4 separate regions of the Mus musculus genome follow, and all the other regions are linked to region 4. A link is a contact called in public Hi-C and HiChIP or PLAC-seq data. All regions are on one chromosome and are shown on one strand. Each heading gives the region's core, a stretch centred on a gene start, on an enhancer-like site or on the middle of the called end of the contact. The rest is flanking DNA. Distances are from core to core; before and after follow the strand shown. Region 1 has its middle 11 kb from the start of Gm46159. Region 2 holds the start of Rabif (RAB interacting factor). Region 3 overlaps Ppp1r12b (protein phosphatase 1, regulatory subunit 12B). Region 4 holds the start of Syt2 (synaptotagmin II).

Region 1 (2,716 bases), core at 115-2,614, 190 kb after region 4:
GGACTGGTTGTGTGTGGTGTGGTTCTTGGACTTGGCCATGTTTGCACGGTAACCCGCGGCCCCCGCAGCGCCTGAGACCGGAAGAGAAAAAAACCATGGTAATCTTCTAAGGCAGAAAGAGAGGGCTAAGGACTAGTGACCTCCTGCCGATGCCAAGGCCACCTGGTTCCATGCGCCAGGTTTCAGATTCATTTCATGACCAGATCGATGGTCTCCTCTCCCATTAGTACACTGTCATGGGCACAGTTGCCTCTGATCATGAAAGAGCTGCCCACAAATGCCAGCTCCTAATTCATCTTGAGAGGAAGGAGAAAGACAGAGGCAAAAGGGTCTAATCTCATTTCCTGAGAGGGCCCGAGGCTCTGCAAGCTTTGCTGTGATGGCGCTGTTTAAGGGTAACAGCACAGCAGAGGGCTGGACGTGCCGATCTCTGTGGACCCACTTCTGTTTGTTTTTGTTTTTTGTTTGTTTGTTTGTTTTTTCGAGGCAGGGTTTTTCTGTGTAGCTCTGGCTGTCCTGAAACTCACTCTGTAGACCAGGCTGGCCTCGAACTCAGAAATCCGCTTGCCTCTGCCTCCCAAGTGCTGGGATTAAAGGTGTGCGCCACCACTGCCCAGCGTGGACCCACTTCTAAATCCATGTTCCCATTGGACAGAGAAGGCATCTAAGGCACCATTAACACTCCATTCTCTAGCTAGGCGTGGCAGTGTATGTCTATAGTTCCCGCCCATGGAAGACGGAGGCAGGAAGATCAAGAGTTCAAAGTCAACCTCGCTCTATAGTGATTTTGAGGCTAGCCTGGGCTACATGAGATGAGAGCCTGTTCTAACAATCTCTTCTCTCTGATTGTTAGAACTCCATTTTGCCTGGCAAGGAAATCAGTCTTCAGAAGAATCTTGCTTTACTATGGAGTAAGAAACAAAGGAGAAAGCCCAGCCCACAGTTTAACACCTAAAATATCAGCTTCATAAAGGTGGGGGAAGGGTACAGTTGTCAGGAAACTGGGGGACTTCAGATGCAGAAGATGGGACCAGTCAAGTTCACACAGGTCTATCCTGTTAGAGGGCCCATTACAGGTCCATCCTGTTAGAGAGCCCACTTCAGTCAAAGCTAAGCAAGGGGCTGTCAGGAATGTTCTCAACTCCAGCTCCTTGGGCTGCACTATCCTCAGAGCCTGAGTGGGGAGAAAAAGAAGGTTAAGATTTTTATTCTCTCCCGTTCCTTTCCGCATACCAAGCCTTCATACCAGGTCTGACCCTTGACTCAAACATCTGGTGGTTTCTAGGCAGAACAAGCCACTAATCCCCCTCTTAGCAAAGCACAGGAACTCCTCCTGTCCGCAGACCCCCTCCCCTGGATTCCCTAGCTCCTCCCTCCCCAGCGCTCAGCTTCCAGACAAAAGCCATAGGCTTCAGGCTCTGGTGTTGTTCTTGGCAAGGGACCACCTGCATTCTAAGTGTTTTCTCCCTAAGAAGGGCTTCCCACTGATTTCAGGGCTGGCAAGAAATATGGGCTGCCCTCACAGCTGTGACAGCAGGCTCCAGGTCCACAAAGACAGCCTGGGGGATATGTTTCCCAGACTGTCTCACTGAAGAAGGTGTTGAAGGACTGAATCCTTTCTGCACCCAGGATCTTGCCTGTCAGCATGGTGTGTCATGGGCTATGTCCAGGTCCAGGCCATGGAACCCTTTGTGTCTGCAGGGATACCCATCTAGACCCTGGCTTGGTCAGGAGAATGGGGGATACATTCAAACTGATAGGGAAACAGAGCAGCATGGCATGCTGTATGTGGGGAGCAGCGAGGGACCTGAAGAGCCATTTTAAGAAGAGCCCTTCACCCCAAGGCTGAAGCTGTGTGTTGTTGGGTTTGAAATCCCAAAGACTGGGCTCTCTTTCTAAGTCTTCCTACACTTGGAAACCAACAACCTCCGGAAGCTCACTCTCCTTCACTTAGGGAGACAGTGAGTGAGCTTGGATCTTGCAGGACAGGAACTAGAGGAAGCCAAAACCAATCAACCAAATCCCACTGCATCTCTGCCTTCTGTTGTCTCTGGCAAGTGCAAAGAGTCTGTATGCCAGGGCAGATGTACTCAGAGCTTCCAGCTTCCAGCGCTGGGCCTTGGAGAGGTCTCCCCCATGGTAGCACCTCTGTCTCCTCCACATTCCCAAGGGGCAGAATCAAGTGAGGACTAAGGGAGTTATATCCAGTCTTCTGAAAATGTGCCCACACTCACCCGTCGCTGACTCCCACAGTAGAGACAGGTCAGCTCAGGCTGGTTTCACATTCAAGGGTCACACAAGAGGCTGGAAGACCTACCACACCTTCAGCTCTCCTCACCCTGGAAAGTTGTATAATGTGGAGACTCTCCTATTCTCTCTCTCTCTCTCCCTCTCCCTCTCCCTCTCCCTCTCCCTCTCTCTCTCTCTCTCTCTCTCTCTCTCTCTCTCTCTCTCTCTCTCTTTTTCTCGAGACAGGGTTTCTCTGTGTAGCCCTGGCTGTCCCGGAACTCACTCTGTAGACCAGGCTGGCCTTGAACTCAGAAATCTGCCTGCCTCTGCCTCCCAAGTGCTGAGATTACAGGCGTATGCCACCACCACCCGGCGATTTTCTCATTTTTTTAAGACTCTGTGTGTGTGTGTGTGTGTGTGTGTGTGTGAGAGAGAGAGAGAGAGAGAGAGAGAGAGAGAGAGTTTGGTGTATATATGTGTGGTATAT
Region 2 (2,700 bases), core at 169-2,668, 210 kb after region 4:
GTCCGAGTAGTTCTTATTAAAACGGACTTCCACCCACTCCACAGACAAGGCCATCAGAACACGCTCTTGCAGCAGACACTGCTGTATGTGACTCTCCACCACTTGAAAGAACAGTGGCTTCTTACAAACCATTTATAATGAGGGTCTGAAAGCAATTTAGTTTGTACTATCCAATAGGATCGCATGTTACACTTAAAAAAAAGGGCTCAGAAACTTTTTTTTTCTTTCAGTTTTCTCATTGGGGTGATGGTGGTTTAAGACACTTATTTTAAAACCCTACCATACGCGGCTCATACCTTTAATCCCTAGCAGTGGGGAGTCCAGGTGGACCTCTTAAGTTAGAGGCCAGCTGGGTCTACAGAGCAAGTTCCAAGCCAGCCAAGGCTACATAGGGAGACCCTGTCAAACAAACAAACAACTTAAACACACATACACACACACACACACACACACACACACACACACACACACACACACACACGGGGGTGGGGGACCCTTAGGATTCAGATTCCAGATTACCTCTTATCATCAGGAGTGTGCTTTCTCTTTCACTTTAATTAAAATTTAACTTTATAAACCTTTCACACACACACACACACACACACACACACAAAATCCTACATGAAAAAGTCCTAACTGCAAGAAAAGAATGGTTAACCTTCGAAATCTATTCGAAATGCCTCGTCCTGGGAATTGTATCTCGGGGGACTTAGAAAAGTTGGGTACTAGCAGTCACTCGGTGTGAATTCTCTCCACCAAACTTGATCCTGGAGCTCCTCTGGGGAGAAGCAAATGAGACAAGTAGGGACTGAAAGATGGATAAAAGCTATGGTGGGAAGGAAATCCAGTGATTCTTAGGTGCCCTGGGGCGACACCGAGTGGTGGCTGGAGATACACCTGCGGGGTACAGCAGGTTAGCCAGAGCTCCAGGAAACAGGGGGCTAGGGTTCGTCCCTTAGCTCGCGCAGGATACCCAAAGCCTGGGGGCGGGTGGGCCGCCTAGGACAGGCACACCCTCTGAGGGAGTACTCTGCGAGAGAGAACAGTTTAGGGGACCAGGCAACTGTGCCTCGACACGAGGGTCCCAGTCCCCAACCAAGCCAGTGGGCGGGGCCTCACGACGCGGGGAGGGGCAAAGACGCGCAAGGAAGGGCGCGGTCTCCGGAAACCTGGGAACCAGGAGCAACCCGGAGCCGCTGGGTCGCTCAGGACAGCGCGACTCTAAGCAGCATCAAGCACTTTCCTACCTGCCGGCGAGAGAAAAGAGCAGTCCCTGGCTGCAGCACCCGAGAGCCACAACGCTGGCACAGCACCGCCTTCCGGTTCCGGCCCTCGGCTGACACGAGCTCGTTCTGCAGCTCGCAGGGTTCCATCGCCGTGCCGCCACACCATCAGCCACAACGGCGCACGCGCGATCTGAGCTGGCTCACCCGGAACTACGCTGGCGCAGGTCCCTGGGGGCGCCCCGCCCGTGCCTCTCGCTGTACCTCTGCGCAGGCGTCTGAACTCTATTGCGCAGGCGCCTTTCTCTATTGCCGGACGGAAGTGTCAGGAGTTACTTGTGACAATCCTTTTTCACTATACCTGGTCTCCCAGGCGCCCTTAATATTGGCCTAAGCAAATCACTATGGCTAGCCTTACCACTAACTCTTGGGATATTTCCCTTGCCTCATGAGTAGATGGCGATAATTCGGGTCAGGTCACACCTCAGCAAGATTTAGATACAAAACAATTGCTTTCTATGTAAGAAGTATGTATAATGCTTAGTACATTTAGTGTTGCGAAAAGTGTGATAATATTAAGCCTAGACTAATAGTGGCCATTTATTAGGTAGCAAAGCGTTGCTTATAGTAATTTTGAAAACGTCATTTCCTTAGAGGGTATGCCCTCGGGCATAATACAGGAAGAAGGCTAAGGTTTGCAATGTGTATAGGACATCAGAACGAGGGAATTAAGCCACCTTACTGTTCTAGAATGCAGTCTTGCTCCCCTGTTAGTCCCACATTACATGATGATGGACATTGTGTATGTGAGAATAGTAACCTGAGAAGGTCATAGACTCAAATATAATAGAACAATTTCAGAAATGGATTAGGAAACAGCTGTCTAGGATGTTGGGTCTTTTATCTCTGTATTTGTTTTTCAAGGCAGGGTTGCTCTGTGTAGCCCTGGTTGTTCTCAGACAGATCTGGCCACCTTAGCTGGGATTAAAGGCATGCACAACCACTGCACACCCACTTATTTATTTAAAGATATTTTTTATAAGTGTTTGGCTTACATGTAAGTGCATTGTGTTTGCGCCTGTGGAGACCAGAAGAGGGCACAAGATGTCTGGAACTGGAGTTACTGACTGTTGTAACCTTCCACATGGGTGCCAGGAACCCAGCCCAGATCCTCTGAAAGAACAGTCATCAGCTGGCACTCAACCATGACTCATCTCTCCAGGCCCCGTAGGTATCATTTTAATTAACCATTTGGTTGTCAGGAATGAAAGATTTTAGACACAGGGTACACTAGAAAAGGATCAAATTTAAAGCTGGGCAATGGTGGCACAGCCTTTAATCCCAGCACTTGGGAGGCAGAGGCAGGCAAATTTCTGAGTTCGAGGCCAGCCTGGTCTACAGAGTTAGTTCCAGGACAGCCAGGGCTACACAGAGAAACCCTGTCTTGAAAAAAACAAAAACAAAAACCAAACAAACA
Region 3 (2,700 bases), core at 148-2,647, 160 kb before region 4:
GAAACTATTTATCTCTACCTTTTTAGATGAGAAAATGAGTATAAAATATCACCTTATGCTGAGATATTAATTCCTTCTGGAGAAGTAGCTCATTTTTTAAAGATATAGTTTCTATCTTCAAAAGTGTTATATTTTTATGTTTCTTAATGCCATGTTTAGACTTTATGATTTGATTATTTCTTTTACACTAATTCTAATAATGTGATTCTTTGGAAGTGAGCTTATAGCTACTTGTAAACATTTCTGATAATAATTGTGAGTAGGTGAAAAACAGATTTTTAACATTCATGCTTTTCATTGCTTTTCCCATCTCTGCAAGTATCAATTTTGGATCTCTGTTACCCCAGCAACAAGCTGTGACATCACAAATGATAGCTTTTTGGGTGGAAAGCCAATGGTTGCTCCTGATTCTTTGTTAAGAAACAAAGATCTTCTTTTCACAGAAATGACTTTAATTACACAGCTTGCTGTTGCAGTCTGTAGTTAAGGTTGCATTTAGAATCCTGCTCGATTTCTGCTTCAGTCTCTTACTTAGGCAGCTATGACTGTAGAGAATTAGGCGCTTGGCTAAATGGAAGAAAGACTGCAGTTGCTGGACTAGGTGAGAGAGAGCCAAATAGACTGAGGTTGTAGAATACTTTTCAATTGGAGAATTCAAGAAGATGATCATCAAATCTAGGCTGAGGACTGCCACAAAGACTTCCCCTGCCACGAGCTGAGGGAGGTGGAGACTGATATCGTAAGTGATTCTGGTGTCTCTTTCACCTGCAGTGAGATCCTCTCTCTTTGTGCATGTGCGGAGGGAGGTCAGGTGGCAACGAGCCTTTAAGGCACTCGTTCATATGCAGTATCTTGCCTTGTGCCATAGCTGATTTTTGTTTGTTCGTTTTTTAATGTCATATAAAAAATATCCTATAACAAATAAGTCCTGGGCAGAAGATGTCAGACTAAATGTATAATCATACTGATGCAATATTTACGAGCTCAGAATTAACAAACCAACAAACAAAATCTTGAGCAAGAAGATTCTCATTAGACTAGTGCCTCCTTTCTCTGTGCCAGTGTCTGCTATACATCATGCCTGACCATTCTCTTTTTGCTCCTGTCTTTTCTTAATTCCAGGACTCCTTACAAGTCCCAGGCTGACTCAACAGCAGAGAAAACAGCAGACAGTGTCTCCTCCAGCACCCCACTGTGTGTGATCACCAACCGTCCTGCGCCAAGTACTGCCAATGGGGTTCCAGCTGCCACAGTGTTCTCCTCCGCTGGAACAGACCCCTCTGTGGAGGCCCGGGAGAAGAGGAGGTATGAGGTTGCTGGTGCGGTTGCAGGGCTCTGCTGTGAGAAGAGAGACAGACAAGCGGGTGGGAAGTGTCTGACTCAAGCTCAGATAGATCTTAATCTTACTGTCTTAGCCTGGGAGGATTTTGTGGTTGGTGGGGGTTAGCATTATGTTGTATGTATAGTCAGAGCCTTTTTTCCCCTACTTGCCTTATAGCTGACAGACATATTTTTGTCTTTTGTGATGGAGAGCTTGAAGCCCAGATAAAGATCCTTTGTTTTGTTCTGAGTTCTCTGTGATTACTTTGTGCAGCAAGGTAATACTGTAATAAAGTGCTCAAAGAAGCAGTGCTGGGTGCAAGAGAAGCAGTGCTGGGTGCAAGAGAAGCAGTGCTGGGTGCAAGAGAAGCAGTGCTGGGTGCAAGAGAAGCAGTGCTGGGTGCAAGAGAAGCAGTGCTGGGTGCAAGAGAAGCAGTGCTGGGTGCAAGAGAAGCAGTGCTGGGTGCAAGAGAAGCAGTGCTGGGTGCATAGATTTAATTCATGGGAGAATAGTCCCAGGGAAGGAAATGAGCATTTATGGTAATGTGGGATTGTGGCTCACTTGTCTGCAGTTGTTGAGACTTGCTGTGCACCCCAGACCAGCCAGCTTTGATCTCTTGGTTCTCTTGCGGTAGCCTGCTTGAGACTAGGAGTGCAGATGGCCGCTACCATGCTCTGTTACACTGCAGTGTTTTTAGAGCGAAATTCCTAGAAAGCAGATGTAGATCAACTTGAGATAGATTAGAAAAAGAGCAGAACTTTTCAGTTGTTAGGATTAAGAGATTGTGCAGTGTGATAAAAGGAAGAAACATTAAGCATTGTCTTAACCTTGAAGTTATAAAATCTAGTGTGCAGGCTATGGTAGAGGGTTTTTTTAAGACTTGGAAAAGAACAAATTTTCATCAAGGTTTTTCAGTATCCAAAAAGATATTTTTCTATCTTTCAGTGTGTATGTATATGTGAGACGCCAGGAAATGTAATCTAAGACTACAGTACCTAACTTTTTAGTATTTGTTTATTGTGAAGAGAACTCAAAGCACACATTTTGAGAAAGGGGGGGGGGAGAAGTTAAGTGTATTGAAAAACAGCATTTCCTGTTATTGTTCTTTCCATAAAATTTTTAAGGAAATCAATTATCTGGACTAATGGGGTTCTGAGTCAGTAGTTGTCCTCTTTTTAAAAAGACATGTTTATTCGTGTGTATGTGTGCATGCCTATGCATGCATGTTTGCTTGTGAATGTGTATACATGTGCCATGTGTGTTGCTAGTGCCCTTGGAGGCCAGAAAAAGGGGTCAGAGGCCCTGTAGCTGGAGTTGCAAGAACTCCTGATACAGGTTCTGGGACTCAAGTTCAGGTTCTCTGGAGGAGCAGCAGGTAT
Region 4 (2,700 bases), core at 99-2,598:
ACTTGGAAGGCTAAATAAGGAACTACATACTCAGGGGCTAGCCTTCTGTACCGTTTCCCCTTCAGTTGGGACAGGAGGTATCAGGATGGGAAAGACTCAGATCCTCGATGTGCCAAACCCCCATTTCCACGTCTGGAGACTAAGGCCTAGGAGAGTAAATGAGTTACTCAAGGTCAGCCAAAGGGGCAGAATGCCTTCTGATGCCCCCTGAGGTTCCAGGTTCTGAGTCTCACACTGTTGCCCTTCCAAGTGTGCACAGGGCTCTCTGCAGAGGCCAAGAATCAAAGGCAGTGAATTCCCAGGCACGGAACGCTTGGCAGACTTAGTCACGGACTCGGTTCACCGGACTGGACGGCCTTCCTCCTCCTCTTCCCCATCTCCCCACCATCACTCCTGTGTGGTGCACCACTCCCCTACATCAGACTGAGACTCCCAGAGGTACACCATTGGTCCAAGGTCACACAGCAAACCAGCAGAGCGCCACTGCCCACTCTCCCATCCGTGGCCGCTTGCCAGGATCCTTGAAAACCCCCATCCCTCCAATGCACAAAGCCACGGCACTGGTTGGAGAATGAAAAAGTTCTCGGGAGAGAACGGGGCACAAAACATGTCCGCAGATTCTGGTCTGGATAGACCAGGCCGAGGAGTGCCAGCACCCCCACTGCGCGCCACTCTGCGCCAGGGGGCTCCAAAGCTCCGAGCACATGGGATCCACCAACTCATTCTCACTGCAGCGGGGGCACGCAGGGTCCCCCACTCTCTCTCTCTCTCTCTCTCTCTCTCTCTCTCTCTCTCTCTCTCTCTCTCTCTGCACATGCTTCTCACCACACACCCACTGCATCCACCCTCCAGGGCACCTCTTCCTGGGATGAGCTGTGAGTGCCCTCGCTCCCTAGCTAGCTCCCTGTCCCAGTACAGAGCGCTATCCTGTGCTCAGCACTAGAACAGGTCTAGGTGGAGGGGTTCCTGGGATATTCAGGACATCTCCCCCGGGACAAAGAAGTGGATTTCGGGAGCCCGATCTCACCAAGGGCTGATCCTGCACTTAGTTTATGCCTCAGCAAGTGCTGAACCCTGAAAGTCATGGTCTCATTTGGTGATCCAGCCTCCCAGGGGTCCAACACCAGGCCCTGGAAAGCTGCTGGTGTCCTGGGTGTGGCCTCACTTGGGACTGCGGGACATGGGATGCCCTCGCAGGGCTCCCTGCCTGGGCTCCCTCTTACCCGGGGACGGTCCGGGAGCCGATTCGGCGTGGGCTGGTGCAGAAGGCAGCGGGAGTCTGCCGCCCCGAAGTCCAGGTCCCCTCTTCCCACTCCCGCGCCGGCCAGCGCTGCGGCTCTCCTCCCGCTCCCTCGCTCGCGCGCTCTGCAGTAGTAACAACCTGATCCGCTTCCCCCGCCCGCCAATTGAGATGCGCCTCACATCCGCCTGCACACGCGCGTGCGGCCCCTCGGAGGCGATCCCCGATCCAGATCCTGGATCTCGGGGAGCAGGGACCTGTCCTGGTAGCCCACACCCTGTTCTTGAGTCAGGACAGTCCGCGGAGGGTGGCTGAGAAGGGGCCGCCCCGGGAAGATGCTGCTTGGAGTCACCGGGCAGAGGGGTTTAGCCGCATGCGGTCATTTCAGAAGTTGCAGGCTGGGCGGCTCAGACCCCGGAACCGCATGGGGCTCCCCCCTGCCTCTGCGGAGAATCCCCACCACGCGCGCAGTGCCCTCCTACAACACTCCCCACCTGCCCCGCTTCTGCAAGCTTTTCCGGGAGCTTCTCGGCGCTCAAGAGTGGCTGGGGGAGGGGAATGAGAGAGGGGGACCTCCGCCTGACTGAACCGCAGGGGAGAGGAGAGAGGGGTGACGCGCTTCAGGGATACAGATTAAAGGCTTTCCTGAGTCAAGAGAAAAAAAGGGAGGGGGAACAAAAGGGGGACACCGAAGGGAGGAAAGGAGGGGAAGTGGTCCGGGGGCCACTGCACCAGGTCTCTGGAGGGTGGAGTCAGGACAGGGTGTGGGGTCTTTCCATAGGTAGCTATGGGAGGGGCGACGACACACGGAAGCTACCCGTAAAAGGGTTGTATCTTGGAGCCCTTCCTGCTTGCCCCAAATCTTGCTTTCTTCTTCTTGGGCAAGGGTTTCCACAAACCCTGAGTGGGGACACTGAGTAAGAGTGGCAGGGAGGCTTGAAACTATGGTGCCCCCTCATCCCCAGTGCCTTGGTCTGACCCTTGCGCCTCACCCTCGGTCCCCAACTCCCCTGCTGCTAAGACCTCAGCATCCCAGTCCCCAAGTGGAGTGTCCAGCTTACCCAGCCCAGCCCAGCCCACCTTTGCTCGTCTGGACTGGCTTGCTTGCTCCACCCTCTGCGGCAACACCTCTTTCTCTTTCCCTCCTGTTCTGTACACTCAAACAGGAATCAAGTTCAAGACCTGATGCAGGAAGTGATGAGGTGTGTGTGTGTGTGTGTGTGTGTGTGTGTGTGTGTGTGTGTTGTTGTTGTTGTTGTTGTTGTTGTTGTTGTTGTTGTTGTTGTTTTGTGTTTCCCATGGGCATACCTGGAAGAGACAGGAAATTACTAAACTACCATCAACCCCTTCTTCCTTCCCTCCCAGTCCTCACAGGCTGTAATGCTCCGGCAGGCAGCATGGCTGCTTTTTGTAGGGCTAGCGACTCAGTTTAGAATGGTGACTGCTTGCTGTAGGCCCGA

The links. A called contact is a pair of places that touch in the nucleus more often than the background predicts. HiChIP or PLAC-seq counts read pairs in DNA pulled down with a chosen protein or histone mark.
Region 1: a Hi-C map of nephron progenitors shows a contact between it and region 4, with 4 times the contacts expected there. The contact joins the enhancer-like site here to the promoter of Syt2 in region 4. A contact is called at or near these places in 4 of 484 Hi-C or Micro-C datasets (embryonic stem cells and nephron progenitors) and 2 of 115 datasets of contacts at active chromatin or transcription factors (both in embryonic stem cells).
Region 2: a Hi-C map of nephron progenitors shows a contact between it and region 4, with 3 times the contacts expected there. The contact joins the promoter of Rabif here to the promoter of Syt2 in region 4. A contact is called at or near these places in 1 of 484 Hi-C or Micro-C datasets (nephron progenitors) and 4 of 115 datasets of contacts at active chromatin or transcription factors (CD8 T cells and embryonic stem cells).
Region 3: a contact with region 4 is called in an H3K27ac HiChIP or PLAC-seq map of T-cell acute lymphoblastic leukemia, with 4 times the contacts expected there. The contact joins the enhancer-like site here to the promoter of Syt2 in region 4. A contact is called at or near these places in 9 of 39 promoter capture datasets (3T3-L1-derived adipocytes, cranial neural crest, embryonic stem cells and 5 more), 1 of 15 datasets of contacts at CTCF or cohesin (CD8 T cells), 19 of 484 Hi-C or Micro-C datasets (the AtT-20 cell line, B cells, CD4 T cells and 10 more), 16 of 115 datasets of contacts at active chromatin or transcription factors (CD8 T cells, the HPC-7 cell line, T-cell acute lymphoblastic leukemia and 10 more) and 3 of 9 other capture datasets (adipose tissue, embryonic stem cells and pancreatic islet).

What each region holds. Positions count from the first base shown.
Region 1 is chr1:134,515,404-134,518,119 of GRCm38.p6, reverse strand. It overlaps the pseudogene Gm15454. Among named protein-coding and RNA genes, the nearest start is that of Gm46159, 11 kb to the left of the region's middle. Within about 2 kb of position 1,364, at least 43 of the 459 cell types and tissues checked have an H3K27ac peak or open chromatin away from gene starts, as enhancers often do. A contact at or near this core is called in nephron progenitors, where this site is marked.
Region 2 is chr1:134,493,357-134,496,056 of GRCm38.p6, reverse strand. Rabif (RAB interacting factor) reads right to left here and starts at 1,418. Exons shown (of 2, transcript NM_145510.2): 1 at 1,248-1,418. The coding sequence starts at 1,373.
Region 3 is chr1:134,864,383-134,867,082 of GRCm38.p6, reverse strand. It overlaps Ppp1r12b (protein phosphatase 1, regulatory subunit 12B), which reads left to right. Exons shown (of 24, transcript NM_001368827.1): 13 at 1,123-1,305. Among named protein-coding and RNA genes, the nearest start is that of Gm51265, 81 kb to the left of the region's middle. Within about 2 kb of position 1,397, at least 29 of the 459 cell types and tissues checked have an H3K27ac peak or open chromatin away from gene starts, as enhancers often do. A contact at or near this core is called in T-cell acute lymphoblastic leukemia, where this site is marked.
Region 4 is chr1:134,707,948-134,710,647 of GRCm38.p6, reverse strand. Syt2 (synaptotagmin II) reads right to left here and starts at 1,348. Exons shown (of 9, transcript NM_001355726.1): 1 at 1,224-1,348.